Linked DNA regions of Rattus norvegicus: region 1 is linked to region 2. The links are chromatin contacts, called in public Hi-C maps. All regions are on one chromosome and are shown on one strand. Each heading gives the region's core, a stretch centred on a gene start, on an enhancer-like site or on the middle of the called end of the contact. The rest is flanking DNA. Distances are from core to core; before and after follow the strand shown. Region 1 holds the start of Arid2 (AT-rich interaction domain 2). Region 2 holds the start of Ano6 (anoctamin 6).

Region 1 (6,716 bases), core at 1,212-3,711, 510 kb after region 2:
GCTCCGACGACTTAAAAGGTCAAGGATCGTGCCGTCTCCGTCCCTACGGTGCACGCGTCTGCCGAGCGCGTCTGCCCGGTCGCCTGGGCCGCCGCTGCAGGCACCGCGACTCCGCGTTCCCCGAGCCGAAGCTTCTGCGGCCCCTCGGCGAGCGCGCACGAGGGCGACAGGCCGGCTCACGCTTGACCACAGCGGCCCGCCCGGTCCTCGTCCCTCCGGATCCCGGCCCGCCGTCACCCCGCCGCGAGTCCCCGGAGCAGCCGGCCGCGGCCCGCCTCTGCCTTCCGCTGCCTTTCTCGCAGCGTGCGCGCGGCCTCGGAGGCTTCGCTCGGAGAAGACGGAAGAGGACTGAGCGTCGGGCGGTCGCCGACGTCGTGCAACACGGTCCCCGCGGGCTCCGTTCCCTGACGCGGGCTTCCCAGTCAGATGCATCCTCGGCGGAGGTATTCCATGTTGACAGATCCCTCGCCTCGCACAAAATGGGGACGGGGAGCGGCCGCCGCCGGATCCATGGGCGCCGCCATTTTGTGAGGCGCGGCGGAGCTCGGCTGTGTGTAATGGTTGAAGAGAGTGACCCCCCTCTAGGGAATCCCCGGCGCTGACGGTTACGCAAGGGGCCGTGCGCAAGTGCGCGGCGCAGGGAACCCGCACAGCCCAGGCCGGCCCGCCCGCCGCGCTCGCCACTGCCCTTGAGGCGGCGGGGGGGAAGGGGCGGCTGGCTCAGCCCGGCCCTCCCCGCTCGCCCGCGCGCCTCGCCTCAGGCCCGGCCGGCCGGCTTCTCCTCCTCCACGGCCAGGGTCTCCGCCCCTCACAGGCTTGCGAGGCACTCACTGGTCCTCGGGTGTCAGGAATTTCCTAGCCACACCTTATCCCGACCCCGTGGAAGACATAAACTTTACTTGGGAAATAAATCCGTTTCCTAGAGTGAGCACCGGAAGCACGCTCCGCTGTATTACATAATTCTTTTTTTCCCTCCCCTCCCCGTCACCCGATAGGTGCTCCCATCGGAAAAGACTACCTGAAATAACCCATCCTGACTCTTACTATCCTGTGACCTTGGGCTAGTGACTTTGCCACCAGTGGCTGTCTCTAAAATGGGAATCCTAATACACCAAAGGGGAAGCATGATGCTCAACCTTTGTAAACCGGGGAGGGTTCCAACACCCGGTCGATACAAATTTAAGTGGTGCTTTTATTCTAGAATAAAAATTTTTATTTCCCTATTTACACATTTAAAAAAAAAGAATCAACACAGAAAACTGAAGGGGTGAAAACATTTTGCCCTCTTTCAGATACGAGTGCAAAAAAAAAAAAAAACCCTCCATAAGCAATGTTATTCTCAAAGTTGGGAGGTTATTTCCCCAACAGGCGCGATGACCGTTTGCATACCTCCTGTTGGGTGCACCAAACCGACCAAAAACGGGAGGACGACTTAAAAGCCTTACTCTATCTCCACTAAAGTAGGGCAGGCAGTTCCCAGCCTATTTGATCCCACAGTTTGTCAAAGTGAGTTTACGGCCCCATCATGGACCATGTGCTCATCGGGCTTCCTTCAAGCATGAAGCCCAGAGGCCGACGCCTCCTGCTAGAAACGTCTCCAGAGGGGGCGAGCGGACTTCTCCGCGACCGCCCGGGCTGCGCCGCCGTGCGAGCCTCCGTGTGGCGGGAGGCCCGGCGGGCGTCCGCCGGGGGACGCGAACATCGCCTCCACCCCTAACCCCGGAACAACCGGTAGTGGCCGTTTCCCCGCGCCGCCCCCCTTTCCGCCCGCTTTGTGTGCGTGTGAAATGTGCTGCACATTGCAGATGAACCCTAAGCCGGGCGAGCCGAGTCTATTGTTCCCCGCGAGGAGCCGCCGCGACCGTGTGGAGCCAGGCGCAGTGCCGCGGCCGGCCCTCGGGGGGCGCTGTGCGGCGCTGGCGGCCCGGCCGTGGCGGCGGCTGAGAAGCAAGGCTGGCGGGCAGGCAGGCCGGCGGGCGGGCGGCGCGCAGCGGCTCGGCTGCCGCCGGAGCCTGTGCCCGGGGACTCCCGGGCCGCCGCCGCCGCCGCCGCGCGTGAATGTGTGCGAGGGCCCCGCGGAGCCGCGGCCCGGATCCACGCTGTCACCCCGCTCTCCACAAGCCACCACACAGACCTCCCCCTCCCCACGCGGCCCCGCCTGCCCCGGCCCCGCCGCGCCGCCGCCGCCGCCGCCGCCGAAACTCCCAGGCCTGCGGCCGCCCGGGCCCCTCGCCTCCGCTCGCCCGGCCCCCGGCCGGCTCGTGCGCCCCCGGCCGCAGCACCATGTTGAATCGCGTCCCCGGGCCGAGCCGCCAGGGCCGGCGGCGCTGAGAGGCGGCCAGAGCCGGGCCGCGGGAGGCGGCGAGGCAGGGTGGGGGCCGCGTTCGCCCCGCGGCTCCGCGCCCGGCCGCCCGTCGCCTGCCCCTCTAGTTTCGCTCCCGTTTCTTTAAACTTTTTTAGAAATTCCCCTCCCTCCGGCCCTGCGCTCCCCCTGGCCTCCCGCTCCCTCCTTCCCCTCCTCCTCGCCTCCTCCCCCTCCCTCCTCCCTCCCTGCGCCGCCGCCGCCGCCGCCGCCGCCGCCGCCGCCACCGCCGGCCCATGACTGAGCCCCGCCACCGCCGGCCGAGGAATGGGCTCCGGGCGCTGGTAGGGAGCGCGGGGAGCGGGGGCCGCGTTTGAACCGCGATCTGGGTTTTCGGGAGACCTCCTTTGGCAAAATAATGGCAAACTCGACGGGGAAGGCGCCTCCGGACGAGCGGAGGAAGGGACTGGCTTTCCTGGACGAGCTGCGGCAGTTCCACCACAGCAGAGGGTGAGAGCAGGACCGGGGGGGCAGCACCGGGGCGAGCCGGGGCGAACGGGGCCCGCGGCGGGCGCGGGGTCCCGGTGACAAGTGCGGGGCTTTCTGTCGCCCGCAGGTCGCCGTTTAAGAAGATCCCTGCGGTGGGTGGGAAGGAGCTGGATCTTCACGGGCTCTACACCAGAGTCACTACTTTAGGCGGATTCGCGAAGGTGAGTGGAAGTTTTAATTTGTATTTCCCTCTCGCTGGCCTGCTCGGAAAAGTCTGCTCCGGCCCGGGAGCCGGCGCCCGGGGCCGGGGGGGCGGTCGGCCGGGCACACGGCGTTCTCGGCGCTCGCAGCCGGTGGCACGGAGGCGGCCGGCGGCGGGGCTGTTTTCGGCCTGGTGGCTCGCGTGCGCGCGGCGGGCGCGGGGCTGGGCGGGCGGTGCGGCCCGGCGGCGGGGAGCGCCCTGCCCGGTGTCCGGCCGGCCCCGCGGGGTCTGAGCGGCGCGGCGGGGAGCGCGGGCGAGCAGAGTGCTCGCCCGCCCGCCGAGCCCCGCGCCCGCCCGCCCCGCGCCCGCCCGCGAGTCAGCGCCGCCGCCGCCGCCGCCGCCGCTGCCGCTCTAGCACAGGCGGAGACACAGAGACACACAGACTCTGAGCAGTTTTCGTGCAACTCAAAATTAGCGCGGGCAGGTTTAACATCGATAATCGGCTGCGAAATGATCCCGGCGGCCGGGGGCACAGCCTCGGCCCGCTCGCCCTGGCTTTCTACAGCTAACAAAAGAAAGCAGGACCTGTCTGCAAATAGCCATCTTAGGCTTCAAGGCTAGGCAGAAGCTGTAGGCCTCAAAGAAGGGCCTATGGAGATGGATAGATCTGGGAGAGGGATCGGAGTCGGCCCCGGCCCCGGCCCCCCCAGAGCCCGCGGACGTCGCTGTCCGGAGCAGTATTGATCCTTTTGAACTTTTTTTTTCTTTAGTGTAAACGGACCGCGTTGAGGTTTAAAAGGGGGCGACAGAGGGACTTGCGATTGGTTATTGTCCGGGCTTCAAAAACAAAACAAACCCACCAACCCCCCCAAAAACAAAACAAGTGCTGCTAAATACAGGGTTTTCTGGTGAAAACACAGTGATTCAAGCAGCCCTGGCTTGGTAACTCTTGTGGCTCGACCCCAGACACCCACTGATCCTTAGGTACCCACAGATCTCTGCAGAAGGGTCATTTAGCTTCCAAGTTAGGGTAGGTTTTTCTTGGATTGGGCACTTTCAGACAAGTGTGCCTGTGTTTTTAACAGGTTTCTGAGAAGAATCAGTGGGGAGAAATTGTTGAAGAGTTCAACTTTCCCAGAAGTTGTTCTAACGCTGCCTTTGCTTTAAAACAGTATTACTTGCGGTGAGTAGTGGCGTCTTTCCCCAGTATTTGCAAACGAGGGACTTCGGGGCAATTAAACAACAAAATCTAAGCTCTAGACAGTTTCCAATCCCTTGTTAATTTCACTCTGAGAAGCATTTGCTGTCAATAAACTGAGATGGTAGGAGTCTGAAGTTTTCCTCAGGTTAAAAATACAGTCGTTTATATTTTTCATACAAAGCCATTACAGGTGACAATCCATATCCTATCTTGTAAACATTCTTTTGTGACATTGTTATTGACTGCTGGGTAGCCACTGAGGGCCAGAAAAGAAGGTGCTTAGTGAAAGACTTGGGATACTTAAGGAAACTTTGTAACCTGTGGGAAGATTTTTTCCCCCCTTCTTTATTTGGAAACCCCTTAACCGCCTACAATTTCATGGGTTTTTATTTTATTTTATTTTTTGTTTGTTTATTTGTTTGTTTAAAGAAAACTTACTGCATGGAACTGTTACTCTGCGTTTAATGGGATATTTTTTCATAAATAATTCAATGTAGATACCTTGGCTGATCAGAATTAACTTTTTGAACTCCTTTGTTATTTATTGAACTTTTGAGCGACTTAAAATTATCCAGTATCTTTAGGAATACGGGGATGGTTTGAGACCAGGTATTATAGTTGGAATTTTCTTTCATTTCCTTATATTTTGACTGCTTACTCCAGAAAGTCAATTTCTTGTTTATACGATCCAGTTAGATAATGTATTTTGTGACTTAGTGGTTTCTTCTTAGATTTTCTCCTATACTTTCATGCTGTACTTTATTTTGAAGGAAACTTTTATTTTTCTTTGATTACCACAGTAACCTTAATTATTTAAAATGAAAATAATGATCTTAATATTTCTAATGAATGTTGGTAATGGTGACATTACAAGATAGCCTGTTTTATATTTGCAATGTAGCTTCTGCATAATTTTAGTTTCATATTGCTTTAAATGCACTAGTCACTCTGTATAGCGCTTAGGATTCTGAAATAGGAAACAGGGTAATTGCACAGGTGGACTTCCTATTGGCTGCCTTAGATTGACTTCAGACTTCTTGCTGAAGAGTTCACAGAACTTGGCAGTTAGTGAGTTCCATAGGAACTCTAGAATATACCAAGGGTGAGAGAGTGTGTGTGTGTGTGTGTGTGTGTGTGTGTGTGTGTGTGATAGCATATGTGTCAGAATACCTTTTTAAATAAAAGAATAAAAAAAAATTCCCAAGCCGTTGACTTAGTAATAGAGTTAGAAATAAAAATTTAATACCATTTGATTATTTCTGTTTTTTATACTGAGAGAATTTGAGAGGGTTGTGCTAATATGTGTTAGGACTTTGTGCTAATGAATTCAAAAGCATTTGTAGTATTTTGTATAATTTAATTGTATATTTTAAAGTTATGCTTAGTGTTATTAAATGTATAGATTAAAATTCTGTGTTCAGTGCTAAATGGTATATATGGCTGATGAGGTATTTTTTTTTCTGTAAAATTTGCATTCATCTTAACAATCTTCACATAATTAATGAAATACCTGGACTTCTTTTCTTCTTTCTTTTTTTCTATTTTTCGGAGCTGGGGACTGAACCCAGGGCCTTGTGTTTGCTAGGCAAGCGCTCTACCACTGAGCCAAATCCCCAACCCTGGACTTCTTTTCTTTTACAAAGTGTAATTATAAGTATTTTGTTTCCTGTTGTCATTTTCGTCTTGGGATCGTGTCATCATTAATTGTACTTATGGCTACGCTCTAGCTGGATGCTTTCGAGATTGTCTTAAGTGTTTAAATTGTTCTTGGGTCGACTTGGGCCTTATGTTCTTCCTAGGGCTGTCTTGAACTGTGTCCTTAGGTAAACTTGCTTTCCCATATGTCACTCTCCTGGTTTGCTTTTGTAGGGCTGTAGCTAGGCTACTGGGAAAGAGTGGAAGCATTTGTTTGGGAAAATAAAACCATGGGGAGATTTGCATGGCTTGCAAAGAAATAGGATGGGTCAAATATTGGGTATTACCAACCTTGATAGATTTTTCCCTGGTGGTGGCATATTGTAGTTAGAGGATATATGTTATGTTGGGGTTATGCATGTACTTTCCTCTAAAACAATCTAACCGGTAAATCACATGCAAGACTTTTTAACAGTAAATTTACTAGTTAGCCCTAATGCCTAGTGCCTTCCTTCCCAGGCAATCATGGGAATGAGTGACTTGGTGAGTTAACTCTTTACTACATCAGATTTAATACTATGGTTTCTGATAAAGCACTTGATGAATTGTTTTTGGTATCTTTTGATTGAGTGGGTTTTTGTTTCTTGTTGTTTTTTGGTTGTTTCTTCTTTAGTTAGTATTTCTGTCTGTGTGGCTCAAGGGGACTCCTCCTGCCTCAGCATTTTGGTTTTGAGATTCTAAGCTTGTGCAATATCATTTCTCAGTCACATGTTGGCCATGCATACATGAACATATTTAATGTAAGCTGCTTTTTCATTGGACAAACTGGGAGACTGTCTGTTTTCCTAGCTCCCTGTGATAGTTTCACACTGGTCTACATTCTCCTG
Region 2 (6,439 bases), core at 1,720-4,219:
TGAGATGTTCTTACTCTTCAGTCTGGGTGATTGAGGTACTGGCAGTCCAGGTCAGGGACAGCTGCCACCATGACCCTGACCCAGGCTTCCATAGTGATTTCAAGTATGCTCAGGAGGATGGCAGAGATCGAAGAACACAGCAGCTGCCTGCAGAGGGTCCATTTTACAGAGACCCAGAAATGACAGGACGAGGGATTGCATGTGACTGGAGGCATTGCCCCAGCTGACCTCACTGAGAAAGTTAAATTTCACAGACAATGCTATTTAGAAATTTAAGCTTGCCTGGTGGGTGAATGTGGTGCACTCCTTTAATTCCAGAGCTTGGAGGCAGAGGCAGGCGGATCTTTGGGTTTGAGGCCAACCTGGTCTAGAGAGCAAATTCCAGGACAGCCAGGACTATATGGAGAAACTCTGTCTCAACAACTCCCCACCCCAAAAAAGAAAGAAAGAAAGAAAGGAAGAGAGAGAGAGAGAGAGAGAGAGAGAGAGAGAGAGAGAGAGAGAGAGAGAGAGAAATTAATTTAAGGGGCTGGCACTGAGAAATGGCTCAGTAGTAAAGAGCACTGACTGCTCTTCCAGAGGTCCTGAGTTCAAATCCCAGCAATCATCTGGTGGCTCACAATCATCTGTAATGAAATCTGATGCCCTCTTCTGGTGTGTCTGAAGACTGTTACAGTGTACTTACATATAATAAATAAATAAATCTTTAAAAACAAAACAACAACAACAAAAAAGGGAAATTTAAGATAGCAATTGTAGGGTTTTAAATTTTTCAGGAGCTTTGGAATAAAGAGGCCTGTGAGAGCACACTGGAAGCCCACAGAGCTCTCCTTTTTGGGGATAGATAGTGGTTAAGACTGTGGAACAGCATCAGTTCTATATGGAAGGAGAAGAGGGCTGAATGTTGCATCCATTGGAGTACCAAACAACTGCAGGCTGGACAGAGAGAGCGTCCCGGCTGAAGACAAAAGAATGGGGAAGTATTTGGTCTGTGAACCTGATTTGGAAAAGCTTTGCAAATGCAAATACACCAGCCACATTATGCCTCGAGCATTTTATCTCACAAACTATGCATTGACAGACATTTTTCCTTAGGATTAAGAGTATGGCTCCTATCCGGGACTATTAGAGTATTTTTTACAGCATATATTGATTGATTTTTAAAAATGCATGAGAAAAACTGTAGGACATGTATTAATGTACCAAATGGGGTGTACTAATAATAGACTCACAGCTGGCCTATGTAAATAATTCCATTTCCTTGTGGCAACAGTCATCTCTACATAAAAAGGCCACAAGGCTTCTGTAACACTTATCAAGCAACAAGCAAATGGGATCTCTAAAACCTCTGAAGAATTCCAGATGCCTCGCTGAAACTTACTTCAGAATCAAACCCAAGAATTTTCTAGCTACAAGTTAGTGTTCAGCAGTCTTAGGTCAGAAGACCCAGGGCTTCTACATCCGCTGAGAACCTTGGCAGAGCAGTGATGAGACCTGGAGGGTTGGAGAAGTGGGTGTGAATGTCTCTCGAGACAGTTTCTGAGGTGTTTATAGCAAAGGCGCCACCCCTGACACCGGCTCTCTGTGGTTGCAGACAAGATGCTCACCTGTCTGGGGCTCAGGTGAAACAGTGGCAGTAACTCCCATGGGGAGATGAAGCGACCACTGTAACACGTTTAGGAACAGACACAGCACAGGAAAAGCACCACGTATGTATTTGCTGGATGAAGAACCGGAAAACTCTTCCTGCAACCGACACACCTCTGGAACTGAGAGTTCAGTAAGGGCGCCCCTTCCCTTCCCTTAACCCTCCCAGTCTGTCCTGAAGCCCAGTCTTGCTTCAGAACCCCCTGGTTCCCCCTCTGCAGTGCTGGGATTACAGGTCATACATAGCTGGCATCACAGGTCTCAGATAGCATTACAGGCCATAGACAGATGACATTATGGGTCATTGCTGGTCCCCCTTCCTCTCACAGAGTCTCCTCATCTTCTCAAGATCTCCAAAGTTCTGCAGTTACCTTTCATGTTACAAATAGTCTTCTTTTGCACAACCGGACCCTAAGAAGCAAGGAGAGCGTTTCTTGGTCGTTTTCTCTAATCTGTATTGTCTTTTTTACTGCATACTCGTGGTTAAATTCCTACGTTAATATTGATCGCAATGTTTTTTTTTTTCCTTCACATGAGAATATTAACTGTATGGGGGTTGGGAGTGTAGGCTGGTATAGAATGCTCCCCTAGCACGCCAACCAAGGGTGCTGGGCTGGACTCCTAGCATCTGGGAGGCGAAAGAGGAAAAAGGGTAAGAAAATGAAAGAATAAAACACAGGGAATGTAGTGTCATTGAACATTAAACTAGGTACGGGCTCAGGAAGCAAGTGATTCGCCAGGGAATGAGTGACACCCGGGCACTGTGGAGAAGCCACCGTTCACCAGCGTCCTTGACAGCTGCTGTGCAGACCGGCGACCCAAGGACTCCGTACTCCCGCCGCATTTGCTCCAGTTCTTGGGTTGTCAGAGCAGCATTCCTTTACTCTCTGCCGTCATTTCCCCCTTTCCTTTCTTTGTTCTTCCTGGTACTATAGTTTCCCATATTGTCCTATTAAAGAGTTTACACGTAGCTATGACGTGTTCGGCATAGTCCCGGGGCTTGGAGGGGGAATGCAAAACCACATCCCCTGCATCCGGCGACCACTCCCCGCGTGTGTGCTCCGTCGGGCGGGGACAGAGAGGTGCGCACGTGTGTCGTTTCCCCCACACCAATCGGGCACCTTGTGACGCCTCGTCACTGTGCAGACTAGTTTAAAGACCCTGGCGAGCCCCCTGGAAGCCGGCCTGCCTCTGCGGCTGGGGCGCGTTCCGCAGGCGCAGCCAGGCTCGCCCAGCCTCTGCCACTCCCCTCGCCCAACCCCTCCTCCCCTAGCCCGACTTCCTCCCGGGCTCCTAGAAGCCGGGGCGGTTTGATCTGGGGCGGGAGTGGCGGTGTCCCTCTGGGCATGCTCAGTTGCACAGCTGAGCAGCGCTTGCCGAAGCAGAGCGCGGGCGTAGCGAAGCGGGGCTGTGCTGAGAGGGCTGAGTGGAGCTTGCGGCCCGAGCCGAGCGGAGCCGAGCAGAGCCGAGAGCAGCCGAGCGGCGGTCTCGGGGAGACATGCAGATGATGACTAGGAACGTCCTGCTGAACATGGAGCTGGAAGAGGACGACGATGAGGATGGAGACATTGGTGAGTGCCAGAGCCGGGGCGCGCGGAGCCGGGCCGGGGCGAGGGGCATCCGGGGCGGACGCCTTTGCGCGGAAGCCGAGGCTCCCGAGCAACTTTGGGTCTTTTTCCTGCGTCGTCTCTGGCAGTGTTTGGGGGGACCCCGCGCTCGGGTTCACGACACACCTGAGCAGGATTCTCCGAGGCCACAGGCTGCGCCGCAGCACCGGCCCGCAGAGACACAAACAAAAGGGCTGGAGCTTCGGGCGCGGGGCAGAGACGCGGGGCGACGCCGGGTGGAGGAAGATGGCACATTTCCATCAGGCCTCCTGGATGTCAAAACGTTCCCTCTCACGGCCTCCAAACACTTTACAAAGTAAATTTAATAGTTGGGTGTGGCTTTTCCTTCCTTTCAGGTTTTACTCACAGACCAATCATAGGAATTTGTTAACTCCCTGGTCTAGCCGAACTTGGGAATTCCACGCCGCGATCAGCCTTGGCCTTTCATTGTGATAGCGGTTTATCAGGCACTCATCTCTGTGGACAGAGCAAATAGTATTCCCTTTCAAGTAGAGGAGAGAAGTGCGCGCAGGTTAGCCTCCCTGGAGCCCCACACTGTCAAGCACAAGTTTCTGATTTCCCAGAGTTGAGCGAGTTTAAGGCTCTGCACCTGGCGGCTGCTGGGCAAAAGATGCTACCGTTTCATGCGACTGAACACTAAGTGACCATTTACACAAAATAACACCCGTGGGAGCAACGTTAAAAAGTTACACTCGTGTTAGCCCAGTTAGTTTCTTGGGGGAAATATTCTCGTCCGCTATAATGACGCACTCAAGAGAGATCAGGAATAGGATTGACATAGGCAAGAAGCTGAGCAAGTAATTGCTGCCGTCAGATTTCAATTTAGACAGGAAATCTAATTTGGGCTAGCCTCTGTTACATGATAGGTATCATAGGTTGTCTTCAGACCCTGCCAATAGGCTGGCCTCACTTTCAATGATCCACACTTTTTCCTTGAAGTAAAACAGCCGATGCAGTTAACTACCTCTGCTTCTTTTTACCGAAGCCTCCGGTATTTAGAGTAGGACCTTAGAGAGCAGACGGCCTGTTTTGGCAGGTCACAAATATTTAAGCAGATTCTGGCCATTTTTGGTTGTCCTTTACTGAATTAGAAGTTGAATGTGGAACACAGTTATTTTTGTACCAGACAACGTTTTACCAAGCCTATGAGTGTTTATGTCACTACAGAAACCTTCTTGAAGGTTACTGCAGTAGGTTGATAGACTATTAGAAACTAGTTCTAATTTCCAACCGTGGGAGAGAAGGCCCTGGTGAAGTGGAGATTGTAATGAAAACCTCTGCCTCCAATCGCGTAGTATGAAAGCTCTTGATTGATATCTTTCTTCAGTCCTCGTCACCAGTTGTATAATCGTTTAAAGCATAATCAGCATTGATGCTAGTTTCTGCTTACATTTCGCTTAGCTTTAAAATTCAGAGCAGGAAAGTTACTTAGACACGAGCCCCCCCCCCCTCCCCGACATCATCTAAGGCTAATCTCAAGCAACCAAAGTAAAACGTTTTAAAATAGACGATGGTATCACCGAGGTGTCCCGCCCACATGTGTGAGGCAGAGTCTTCTGGGAGACTGGGTTGTAGAGCTTTATACACAATTACTTCAGGTTGTTGCTGCTCGATACTTAGTTGCCGCAGGAGTGGCCTCCTTATGTGGAATGAACCTACATGGAGAACTGAAAATGGTGTATTTCCCTTGGTGTCTTCCTTGTTTGCTTAAGTCATGGCCACCGGAAGTAATGCCTGAAAGGTGCAGTAAGGAATGAACCCACGGGGGCACAGTGGTTTTTGTTTTGTTTTGGAAAACCTGCTCTGATTTTCACCAAGGAGCCACAGAAATCTGGTGTAGGTGGCAGTTGCAGAAGTGCCCTAGCAGAGATGGCTTTAACTGCAAATGACTGGAAAGGCAGAGGGTGGTCTGTCCTTGGCAGCTTTTGTCTCCACACTCCCCACCTCCAGTTCATCAGTGAGCTGATTCGGCATCACTTCTCCTTGATATAAAAAGTGGTGGATATAGGACAGGTGAGATGGGTCAGTGGGTGAAGGCACCTGCCACTGAGCTCGAGGCCGTGAGTTCAATCCACGAGACCCACATGATGGAAGGAGAGACTTCCACACGTTTTCTGACCTTCATTTCTGTTTTGGCTCTTTTGTCTCCCCAACCCCCAACCATCTTTTAAAAAAAAAAATGGATAACAATAGCTTTCATGACAGAATGTAGATGATCTTGGTTAATATATTTCTTTAGTGCGTCTCACTCCTCTAACAGTTTGTATCATAGGTTAAAAGGGCTTTTATTTTCTTGGATTATCTGTGGTTCAAACCCTGCCAAGGGAAAGTGATTCTAGACACGGGGGCTCTGAGGAAGAACTCGGGGTTCAGATGGATAAGTTCGACAGCTTTAGGCTCACCATCTGTTTTTGGTAGTTGACTTAGTGACTTTTCATGTTGATTGTCACTTGGGAAAATAGACAGAGGTCATGTTAGATGATGGTCTGGCCATTCATTTCTCAGTTCTCTTTCAGCGTTGCAGTCTTAGAGAGTCTTATCTACCCATGTGGTCTATTCCCACAGTCCATTTCATGTTTAATCATCCCCGATCTAGTCCTGGTCTGTTGGGCTTCATGAACAGTGGTTGAGTAACCCTTCTGGGCTAAGTGCAGGAGGCTGTGTGGTAGACACCCTCTGTCCCAGGATGGGGGGTCCTTTGAAGCATTAAACGTCTCTTGTAGAGGTTGGCTTTGTTGAAGTGTGTGCAAAACTGGAAGGACGGACGGCATGAAGGGGAACTTTCCAGAAGAGGTGGTTAAGGGTGTGAAGCCTAGCCTGTGCAGGGACACAAAGGCATAGACAAGTTTCCAGGGCAGAGATGCCAGGCTGGAAGGACGTGGAGGGACAATCCTGTGGAGAATCCTCCATTTTGAAGATCTTGAGCTGTCTGTTACTTGGGAGCCCCAGAAATATGTCCTGGAAAGATCAGATCTGCATCTGGCAGTGTGCTGGGAAGCAGAGGGGGAGATGGGAATGTTAACCTTCCCAGGATTTGGGTTTAGTTGTGACTGCAGTGACCCAAGGTTTAAGGAGTGTGTCTCTGAGCTTACAGAAGAAGGACCATCTCTGAGCATCTGGTTCTAGCTGTCGCACCTAGCGTAAGTCCGCCTCTTGAGCTGAGT

The links. A called contact is a pair of places that touch in the nucleus more often than the background predicts.
Region 1: a contact with region 2 is called in a Hi-C map of Schwann cells, with 5 times the contacts expected there. The contact joins the promoter of Arid2 here to the promoter of Ano6 in region 2. A contact is called at or near these places in 4 of 12 Hi-C or Micro-C datasets (Schwann cells, frontal cortex, mammary epithelial cells and 1 more) and 1 of 1 datasets of contacts at active chromatin or transcription factors (oligodendrocytes).

The regions. Positions count from the first base shown.
Region 1 is chr7:129,323,910-129,330,625 of GRCr8, forward strand. Arid2 (AT-rich interaction domain 2) reads left to right here and starts at 2,462. Exons shown (of 21, transcript XM_345867.10): 1 at 2,462-2,812; 2 at 2,919-3,012; 3 at 4,079-4,176. The coding sequence starts at 2,721.
Region 2 is chr7:128,810,162-128,816,600 of GRCr8, forward strand. It overlaps Ano6 (anoctamin 6), which reads left to right and starts at 2,970. Exons shown (of 20, transcript NM_001401001.1): 1 at 2,970-3,218. The coding sequence starts at 3,146.